Regions from separate parts of the Mus musculus genome. Here all the other regions are linked to region 3. Evidence: chromatin contacts called from public HiChIP or PLAC-seq and promoter capture Hi-C data. All regions are on one chromosome and are shown on one strand. The core of a region is the stretch at or near the end of the contact, and the rest is flanking DNA. Distances in the headings are between cores, read along the strand shown.

Region 1 (3,393 bases), core at 229-2,728, 170 kb after region 3:
CCACTGTGTACCAACAGAGACAGAAGTCGCCGGCACAAACCTGTGTAGAATCTTTCCGGTCTCACCCTAAAAACTAACCCTCCTCCCAACCCTGCAGGCTTGGTTGATTTCTATAATGTCATAGCCCATTTACAAAGCGTTCTGTGTGCTCCCCAGGCCAACAAACTGGTCTATCATTCCCAAGGGCCTTGGTTAAGGGTCCCCTGAGTCTAAAATCCTGGCCCCGTGAGACTTTATCTCTCCAGACCCTCAGGTGGAGTTCGCCTCCCTACCTCTTCTTTTACCCCCGTGTCTTCCCGAGCACAGAAGAGCAGACAGGCTGTCAGGCAGGATTTGCCTTCCGTTGTATGCAAGTCAGGATTTGCTATCAGTGTTGCAGAGCCAGGGAAAGGGGAAAGCTCTGAGCAGCAGGAGCCTTGGGCCCAGCTCCGAGGAGAATCGTGAAGACCGAAGAAAGAAATGAGAAACCTTGGGTGGCTCTCACCTGTGTGGTCCTGTGAGGCAGAGAAGGCAGGAGGAGGATGACTGTCCCTCGGAGGGATGGCTGGCGGAGAGTTCTTAGAACTGGGCCCTTCTCTCTTAGAAAACAGAGAGAAGGAGATGGGACAGGGCTAAGCTGGAACAAGAGGGGAGAAGTGGAGGGGAGGAGACTGGGAAGAGCTCTGGTTCTCAGCCCAGACTGAATCCCACCCTTGGAGCAGTCATCCTGCCCAGGGGTCCAGGGCTTGTCTTTGAGCGTGAGTGGGAAGGGACCCTGGGCAGTATGCTTTTCTTTAGCCCCGAAAGAATGACAAATGGCCCCTGCACTTGATCTTTGTCCAGCAGAACGTCTGGCACCTCTTCTAACCACTGTGACCTCCTGCTCCTCTTCCAGTCCTGAGACTCCAAACCCTAACCAAGCCCAAGCCCAAGCCCAAAGGAAGTAAGAGAAAGCCACCATGATGTGTCCTTCCCAGCCAGTCTCATCTACAATCCATGTCACATACCCTTATTCTCAATACAACTAGGCCACAGAACAGTCTTTCCCAAACACTGACACTGGAATGTATAAAAACACACTTTTATATGATTTATCCCTACCCCCCACTCCACCCAGGCCTCCGGGCTTTCAAAGTTGTTCTGACTCCGAATCAATCTTTTCCAGTGCAAAGCAGAGGGCACTGGACTGGGAGAGGCTACCCTGGGAGCTGGCCCTGGTGCTCCAGTGTGCAACTCGGAGGTCCTGTAGCCACCTGGGTCCTGTCCTATGCTCAAATTGCTCTTCCACTTGACAAAGCACGGGGACCATATCACACTGGACCTCATCTGAGCCAAGTAAGGCTCTTGGCAGATACTGAATAATGTTGAATGAGTGAAAGACCAATGATTAACGGCCCAAAGGAAACTTAAAGTTACCAGCCTCTCTGCCCAGCCTGGGCTGCCACGGCTGACACAGCGTTCTGTCCCACTGACTGAGTCAGAAAGTTCCCATTTTCATTCTCTGTTCTCATTTCAACCGTAAAGATGAAGGTAGGGTCGCACGGGTCCCTGTCCGATCCCTGTATATAGCTTAGGTTCAGCTTTATTTAGCGAGATGACCAACTTGTTTCAGTTAGCCCAGGGACTTTCCCACAGTTGTGGTAAAATGCCCTTCCTCAATCTCAAACTGAGCGGAGTCAGATTTTGTCCGAGGTCCCTGCGGCCAGTTCTTGCCAAGCTCCTGTAGAGGGCGCTAGAGGCCAAGCAGAAGAGGCGGCTCCTAACCTGCCACTTCAGGTGGTTTGTAACAGCGCATCACAGGCGCTATCAGCCCTGGGATTATTGCTTCTCCCCTTAACCTTCCCATCAGGAAGTGCTGTCAGAGAAAGGATGCTTGGGTGAGATGCAGTCCCTATGCTTGTAAACTTCTCTGGTCCCGCTCCCCCTTGGCTCTTCTCTTCCTTCTTTTTTTGAGACTGGGTCTCACAGTGTGGCCCATGCTGGCCTGAAACTCATGTAGCCCGCCAGACTGGCTTCAAATTCACAGCAATCTTCCAACGTCAACTTCCAAGTGCTGAAGTCGTTCAGTGTGAGCCTCCAGGCCAGGCTTACTCTCCTTTCTTGATCCTAGTGCAGTAAAATGCTTGTAAATAAGTTGGCTTGTTGCAGGCTACCAGACTTCCAAACGGTCCTGTGCTAACTATCCGGCATTTCAGCTGCACTGACCTAGAACAACTCAGACCAGGAGTGGAAAAGTTGATTTTGTAAGCAAGGGACTCTCCCTCACCCAACTTTAACCCTTTTGAGTTCTTGCCTGGATTTCTGTAACAAAAGACAGATTAACAAGAAAAAAAAATCATGCAAAAAATGTAAACGTTTTATGGAACAGTAGAACCTTATAGAGAATGAAGACTGTATGCAAGGGGGGTGCAGTAAAGAAACTGCTCGCGTGGGCCACTCCATTAAATGTTTTGGTTGTGAATAAGGGAGGGAAATTATCCAGAGGCATCTGGAATTGTCCAGAGAAGAGAGAAAGAGAAACGGTTTGGATATGGCCAGGGCTCGAGAGCAGAGGATGAGGAATAGAGAGATGGAGGAGCAGGAGAGGGAGGTTGGGGACAACATTGCCATTATGCCATTACGTGGAGAGTGAGTGGGTATCTGGGAGATAGGAAGCCTGGGGAGGTGAGGAGAGACAGTAAGCCATTAGGAAGGCTTTGAGGTGTCTAACAAGTACTAGTGAGTAGTAGAGACTGAGGGAGCCTGGAGGCAGGATGGGCTTTGATGTGCTGATAAGTGCTATAGGTGTTCTTATCAATGGAGAGTCATTTCCCTTCTGCTGGAGGCAAGGCAATGATTGAGGACTGCTGGCCTCTACCAACCTGCCAGAAATCCTTCTGTTGTCCGGCTTGAGCTTCTTTCTTGACACCCGGGATGAGAGACCTAACAAAGACCCTAGGAAACAGGTGTGCAGGTGTGTGTGTGTGTGTGTGTGTGTGTGTGTGTGATAGGTTAGTGGCAGTGCAAAGTCTTCCACACCCCACAGGACAGGGTGAGGGTGGGTACTGGGGGAAACTGAGGGCAGGAGAAGCAAAGCTGGTATATTGGGGAGGCGGCAGGCTAGTTTAACCCATTCCCCATGTCTCTCTTGGGAACAAGGATGGTCTCTTCCAAAGTCATAGGGAGGACTCCTCTCGGTGCTGTCTTGAGACTTAGTTCAAGAGGAATGCAGAGAGACCATTTTTCAAATTTGATCTACTAAAATATTCAGTATTTGGGGGACATCACGTTTTTAATTTTTTTTTAAAACCTCTTGTGGAGCACCGCCAACTCCACCTGCATGTGGTAACACTGACCACTTGGTGAAACTGCCTATGCCTTGCCTGTTGCCAGGGTTCTGCCCAAGCTACGGACACTGTTGGGCTGACTGCCATA
Region 2 (3,404 bases), core at 224-2,723, 220 kb after region 3:
CTTGTAAATTCAACTTATAAGTTTACTTTGCAAAATTTTTATTTGGTTTATGATTTTCAAAAGTTGTCCTCTCTTAATATTTTTCTCTATCACGTGGGAAGAGAACAAACTTCTCCTCCATCTAAGCCAAGAGCCCGGTGACCTTGTTTAATCCGTTGAACTGATCATTCTTTTTAAAAACCAAGACTATTACCCACAGGCAAAATTTATAATGATATTGCAATAAGTTACTAACGAAACAAAGTCCTGTGATTTTTTTTTTTAGCTATCATTTTTTTGTTGTTGTTTTGTTTTTGTTTTTTGGCCCTGTTCTTAAGTAAACTCTTTGCTGTGTCCAGGTGCTGGGAATACAATTTGAACCCGGGTATAAGAGGTAAGCTAATAAAACCGTCCTGAGTTTCTGAAACTTTGTTTCCCAAATATTTGCTTTTAAATTTATTTAAATTTGAGGCCTTAATTATTAAAGGCAGGTATTACTTTGAAACTGAGTAGACAGGATTTGAATTGAGCCTTGGTCTGAGTTGGCTCTGTTTCATTTATTTATTTTAAATATCTTGCAAGCTTTGTGTCGGAAGTAAACAGTTCTTCTACCCCCAAAGCAAAAATGGCTACTTTTAAGTGTAGAGTCTCTCACTACTCAGCTGGGGGGATTTTGATTGTCAGATCTGTATTCTTGGTTCTCAAAGCCACATTCACATGCTCAGTTGATTCTATTTATAACAGTCAGTATGAAACCAAGTGCTTGGGAAATATGATAGAAACCTTCTAGAAATATTTTTCTTGCTTTTTGTCTCCCCCCAGAGTGTGCAAGGCAAACAATCTTGACTATCAAGCTTGGAGTCTACAGATGTTATTTAAATTGCCTCTATAATTAACTCCATAATATCTTTGAAGAGTTGTTTGGAATGCTTCCTTCCTGAAAAAAAAAAAAAAAAAAAAAAAAAAAAAAAAAAAAAAAAACCCAAAGAGGTCAGAGAGCACCATTTTATTGCTTGTTGACTCCATGTTTTAGTAATGACGGTCACCTTACGATCTCTATAAAATCCCAATGCATCAATCAATATTTATTGAATGGTTATTCAACAGCACAGCCAAAGGGTTTTCTCCCTGCCTGCCACCCCAGACCCAGTGCAGGAACACCTACATCGCCTCCCCAGTAGATGCTGCGTGGAAAAGGAGATACTGTACCTCAGAGAGGCCGGGACAGGAATCGGGTAGACATGGACTGTCTCCTTATCCTGAAGGTGCCTGGCTGAATGAAATCATTACCTGGATCCGCGTCGACAACACCGTCTCTATCTGATTTCTGGTGAGGAGCTGTTCATAGTTTGCCCTGATCTCATTGAGGAGCTGGGACAGCTCCATTCTTTTCCCATCCTCCACCTTGGCTAACTGGACCTTAGCGATGGGATGAGCCGCTGCGGCAGAGCCTGCCCTGCCTGCGTCGCCAGAGCAGACAGCCCCGCAGAGCCTTAAAGAAGCAGAGATCCATTTCCCCCACCAGAAGCCGGGGGAAACTCCAGGGTTGCTAATTAATTATGCAAATGTTGAGAAACCCTTCCCGCCCATTGTTGTTGATACAGCAGAGACCTTCGGAGTCTCCAGGAAGAGAGGAAAATGACACCCACAGGGTCACTGCAAAGGTTTCCTATGCAAAGTGAATGCTTTGCCTGTGGGGGTGGGGTGCTCACAACCTTAAGCAAATTGTAGTTAGCCAGTCACAGTGGGCAGGCATATTATCTTAGCACTCAGGCAGAATGATCTTGAGTTCAAGGTCAGTCAGGACTTCGTAGTGAGACCCCTGATGGAGAACAAAACAACAGAAACAACGACACCCAAACAAACCACCTCCCAAACCCAAAATAAAACACGAAATTTATTTAGCTTTTCCAACATATTGCTTAGGAATTAAACTGGGGGGCTTTAGAAATGGCTCAGTGGTTAAGAGCACTGACTGCTCTTCCAGAGGTCCTGAGTTCAATTCCCAGCAACCACATGGTGGCTCACGACCATCTGTAATGGGATCAGATGCCCTCTTCTGGTGTATCTGGAGACAGCGACAGTGTACTCATATACATAAAATAAATAATTCTTTTAAAAAAATAATTATACTGGGCTCCAAATATGATAGTTTAAACTTTTCTTTATAGTATTTTAAAAAAAAATGTTTTGATTTTTTAACAAAATGCTAAAGGAGAGGGAAGGCAGAAGGAAACAAAGGGTTAAAGGAATACAGGTGACAAGAAGCAGGCAGGGACTGGTTCAGATGAGACAGGTAAGGTTGTGGGTGGTGGTGAAGGGCCATGGCGGAGGTGGATGCCTACAAACAGGACAATGTCCCATGGAAGGAAATGGTGAAATGGCTTCCCTGTGACTTTGTATGCTAACTTAAGAAAATTAATTTTAAAAACCCCGAATGCTACGGAAAGTCCTCTGAATGTGTTTGTACATGTCCAGCGTTCTGACAGCTACTCTACTCTCGAGTGAGGCAGATGACTGTCATGAGCCGTGGTTCTCAAACGGCCGGCCGTGGACGCCAGCCCAGGAGTAGAGTGTGAGGGATTGAGGTGGATTCCTGAAGTCACTCTTATTCCAGATGAGGCGAGGCTGGAGACGGGCACTGGAGCAGGGTGGGAGCCAGGAGTTAATTCTACCAGGCTTGTGAAATGGAGCCCTTCGGCCCCTGCAATGGGACCCCCACTGAGGGAGACTTTTGCTACTAGAGAGCAGGTAGAGAACACGTCACACTGAAGGGACTCACCCTCAGCTCTTCCAACAACGGTGTTCCACCCAATCTTTTCATTCTGGGACCTGTAAAGATGGAAGAACTGTGGTCAGAGGGGTCAAGTGTCCTACCCAAGGTGGTTCATTGAAATGACAGCATCACTGTCTTAGGGACTTTTGACTGTATGCTGAACGCTGTGCTTGCTTCTTCCTTCTCTTCTCCCGGGGATCTCCAGTCAAGATGGCAGCCTTGTTAGATGCGACTGAAATATTTTTGAGAATGGGCCTGTTGTTTACAGAGTGAATGAATGAATGAATGAATGAGATCTTGGTTCTAGAACCCAGAGGGCCTTTGATATGCTTTTAAAAAGTGTGTGTATGTGTGTGTGTGTGTGTGTGTGTGTGTGTGTGTGTGTGTGGTTTTACACGGGCACAGGTGTGGCGGTCAGAGAATAATTATCCGGAATCATCTCTCTTCTTCCATAATGCGACTCCAGGGATCGAACTCAGGCCGTCAGGCTTCTTGGCCAGTGTCTTTACCAGCTGACTCGTCTCGTGAGCCCACTTACTGCTCCTTTAAATTTCTGAGTTAACTTATGAGTGTAAGTTTTTAATTTATGCTTGTGTATACAGGTCTGTGTATGTGTCTGTGTGAGTGCATGGATACGTGTGTATCTGGA
Region 3 (3,458 bases), core at 754-3,253:
AGGGATTAAAGGTGTGAGCTGCCGCGTGCAGCCCGACTGTCTCACTTCTGACCACTAACTACTTGAAATGACAGCAGCTATGTCTACAGAAGGTTTGCTATGAATGATACCTAGGACTTAACCAGTAGATCTTTATATCAAAATATTTACTTACCTAGAATCTCATCAAAGATTTTATACAAACCAGGAACAAAAGTGACTTCCCTGTAGTTAATGCCAACATCTTCATCGTAAACCCACATTTGCTAGAAAAGGCAAAGAAAGTTATTTTTATCTCTCTATCTATCTATTTATTGTTTTGTCATTAACACTCTTAGCCTTTTCTTTTTTGAGACAGTGTCTCACTATGTAGCACTGACTGGCCAGAAACTGGCTACACAGACCAGGCTGGCCTCAGAGATCCACCTGCCTCTGACTCCTGAGTGTTGGGATCAAAGGCGTGCACCAACACAACCAGGAGTGGTCTTCTAGAATGTTGAAACACACACACACACACACACACATACACACACACACACACACACACACGCCTGCAGTATATACATGAATGATGGATCAGTTCCAATGACAGTAAATAAGTAAAAAAAAAAAAAAAAATCCTGACAAAGTATGCCATGACAATAAAGCAAGCGCACTTTGCTAGTTTGGTTTTACCTGGGTCACTAACTCCACAGAGCCAATGTAGGTATCTGGGCGGAGCAGTATATGTTCCAGTTGTGTTTTTTTCTGATAGATTCTTTCAATAGACAATCTTTTCTTGCCATCTTCATTCTTCTTTTTGTTCATTAGCATATTTTCATTTACAGGCTAGCCATTAGGGGAATTAAAAATAAACTTAATTTTAGCCACAAGTTTATCAGAAGTGGTCAACAAAATATCTGCAACAATGATAAAGTCCATACACTCTATCACCATCTATCCCCTGCTTGTAGGTACTGGTAGAGTTTACATAGTTTTGAACGAACAAGTCAATTAAAATCCTTGTGATTAGGTTCTGTGGTTTGAGTATTCGTGATGCTGGGGATGGAACCCAAGGTCCCCCCACCCCCCCTTGCATGCACATGCTAGGCAAATGCTCTGACCACTGAGCAAAATTCCCAGACCATTTTTTTCACCCCCTGTTGCTGTTTTTGAGAGTCCCATTAAATAGCTTAAGGCATCCTCTTGCCTCAGTCTCTGGAGCAGCTGCCATTTCAGGCCTGCCCCACTAGGTCTGGCTACAGATGCCCGTTTAAATAGGTATTTTAGTTCTGCAAGTATGGACATTTCTGCCTTGAGTAATATTTTTTATGTCATCGATAAACTACACTCAACTTCTTCCATCTAATGGGAAAATATTTAGTGAGTGCCGACATAGGCTCGTGCCGATTACAGATGGTATCCACCCGTAGCAGTTGGGATGCTAGCAATGCAAACCCTTGGCTACATTCACATCCCGAAACTGGACTTTTTTTGAGCCACTCGGTCGGCCAGCTCCTCAATGGGAACTGCCATGCTCTGCACCTTCCGTGATGAGTTATTCAAATCACCCAGGGAAGGGAAGAGGGCCACTGAATTCGAGTATAAGCCGGCTGGAAGTCACACAGAAGCCATTAGACTACAGACCGATCGCAGGACTAGTTGAACCTGCTCCCACAAACAATAAAAACACAACACTCAAGAACCCAGATTAGATTATAGATATCATTTCGGAAAGAGCTTCACCCAGTCCACGACCCCTCAAGGCCCAGAAGATGGGGCTGACCGGATCCAGCCGGTCGCCGGCCAGCGCTCGGCCCTGGAACCTCAACTCTCGCCGTCAGCCATGAACGCAGAGGCCACGTAAAGGCTCTACTACCCGGCCCCATCCGCGAGCTGTACCTGCAGCGGTGACAACTCCATGGTGACGGTCCTGAAGAGGCTCGAGAATCCGGAAAGCGACAAAACCAGCGGGAAACGCTAGGCGACCCGCGACGCGCGACGCGGGACCTGGACGCTCCCCTCACAGACGCTTGTCGGTTAGGAGAGCTTCCCTAGTTTCATTTGAACCTTTATCTAGCCCGCCCAAATCAGAGGAACCAATCACCGACTCGCTCTCATTGGCTCTGTTTGCAGTAACCAATCGTAGATCGTCTTTTATTCGAACAAAAGACCGCCTTTTCGAATAAACCAATTAGGTAAAAGAAGGCGGGAGAATCTTCAAAATGGACCAATAGCAATTGTTGGTGGTACTGACAGAAAATCTGACCAATGAGGAAGGTCCATGTGCTCTGAGAGACACTCTGAAGAGAGGGAAGGCATTTTGGAAGTGCAAAGTGGTTGACTAAGCCGTCCTTCTGAATATAACTAGAAAACGGATGCTCATTCTTTATTTCAGATCTGTTGAGATTACAGAGTCTTAATCCTGCGATGAGTTTTCCTTTTTTTTTCCTGACCGAGGAAACAACGCCATCCCTCCCTCAAGGCTGGCCAAGGCAGCGGTTCTCAGCCTGTGGGTCGTGACTCTTGGGGGTCGCATATCAGATAGTTTACCTTACAACTCATAACAGCAGCAAAAAAATTACAGTTATGAAGTAGCAATGGAATAATTATGGTAGCAGGGCATCACAACATGAGACGCTATGTTGAAGGGTCGCAACCTTAGGAAGTTGAGAAGCGCTGAGTTAATGCTGGCAAAGTTCTGGCAAGTTCTTCTGCTTGCGGTCTTAGGCTGCCACACACGAAGAGTATAGAGATGCCAGCAAAATCGCGAGCAGCACTAACACTCCCTGTGGATCACCCCTGATACAAAGATTCATTCATGCTTCTTCAGTGGAGCTGAGAGGCCCTCATGAGACGGGAACTTCTCCCTCAGTCAGCTGCTGAGGGAATCTACAAGAGCTCTTTATATTTGCCCTCTATGCATAATGCAGTCTAGAGCACCGTTCAATTTGACATAAGAGGTGGGGGCTTGGTGGGTTCTCGATGGAGGAAGCTTCAATTTCCTGTGCTAAAAGTAAAAATGGTAGATATAAACTGGTTATGTGTGACGACACCACCCCTTTAATCCCAGCACTTGGGAGGCAGAAGCAGGTGGATCTTGGAGTTTATGGCCAGCCTGGTCTACAGAGCAGGTTCCAGAGCAGCCAGGGCTACACAGAGAAACCCTTTCTCTAACCCCACCACCACCCTCAAAAAAATCGCTATTATCAGCAAGGAATTTCTTAAATTTAAACATTTTTCCTTTCCAAAAGGCGCCCAAGATCAACCATTATTAAATAACTTCACGTGTCCAACAACAACCCTGCTGGCAAAGTGAAAGAGAAGGCCAATGAAGAAATGTGGCCTGGCTGGTGGGAAAACCAAAGGAGTAGAGTTTTAACCTTGTTCTGATCCTGTCTTCAGTGTTTTTAGCCTTGTCCTGTGTGTTAATAAAGGAGGGTGACTTCAATGCTTAGGGCCACTAGGGACTCAGCAATTAAGACCTTTTTTTTGGTGTT

Evidence for each region. HiChIP or PLAC-seq counts read pairs in DNA pulled down with a chosen protein or histone mark. Capture Hi-C pulls out chosen DNA fragments and counts their contacts.
Region 1: an H3K4me3 HiChIP or PLAC-seq map of bone marrow-derived macrophages shows a contact between it and region 3, with 2.7 times the contacts expected there. The contact joins the enhancer-like site here to the promoter of Top2a in region 3. A contact is called at or near these places in 7 of 39 promoter capture datasets (the C10 cell line, cranial neural crest, frontonasal cranial neural crest and 4 more), 1 of 484 Hi-C or Micro-C datasets (CD4 T cells), 10 of 115 datasets of contacts at active chromatin or transcription factors (bone marrow-derived macrophages, craniofacial prominence, embryonic forebrain and 4 more) and 2 of 9 other capture datasets (adipose tissue and liver).
Region 2: a promoter capture Hi-C map of liver shows a contact between it and region 3. The contact joins the promoter of Krt222 here to the promoter of Top2a in region 3. A contact is called at or near these places in 16 of 39 promoter capture datasets (the 3T3-L1 cell line, 3T3-L1-derived adipocytes, the C10 cell line and 13 more), 1 of 15 datasets of contacts at CTCF or cohesin (large pre-B cells), 6 of 484 Hi-C or Micro-C datasets (CD8 T cells, the G1E-ER4 cell line, cerebral cortex and 2 more), 16 of 115 datasets of contacts at active chromatin or transcription factors (CD8 T cells, the SCID.adh cell line, T-cell acute lymphoblastic leukemia and 10 more) and 3 of 9 other capture datasets (adipose tissue, liver and pancreatic islet).

Annotation. Positions count from the first base shown.
Region 1 is chr11:99,187,768-99,191,160 of GRCm38.p6, forward strand. No RefSeq gene overlaps it. Among named protein-coding and RNA genes, the nearest start is that of Gm32249, 21 kb to the left of the region's middle. Within about 2 kb of position 1,479, at least 32 of the 459 cell types and tissues checked have an H3K27ac peak or open chromatin away from gene starts, as enhancers often do. A contact at or near this core is called in bone marrow-derived macrophages and microglia, where this site is marked.
Region 2 is chr11:99,242,674-99,246,077 of GRCm38.p6, forward strand. It overlaps Krt222 (keratin 222), which reads right to left and starts at 1,474. Exons shown (of 6, transcript NM_172946.3): 1 at 1,270-1,474. The coding sequence starts at 1,365. Gm32385 (a long non-coding RNA gene) reads left to right here and starts at 1,222. Exons shown (of 4, transcript XR_389025.3): 1 at 1,222-1,309.
Region 3 is chr11:99,022,186-99,025,643 of GRCm38.p6, forward strand. It overlaps Top2a (topoisomerase (DNA) II alpha), which reads right to left and starts at 2,004. Exons shown (of 36, transcript NM_011623.2): 1 at 1,861-2,004; 2 at 655-807; 3 at 155-245. The coding sequence starts at 1,881.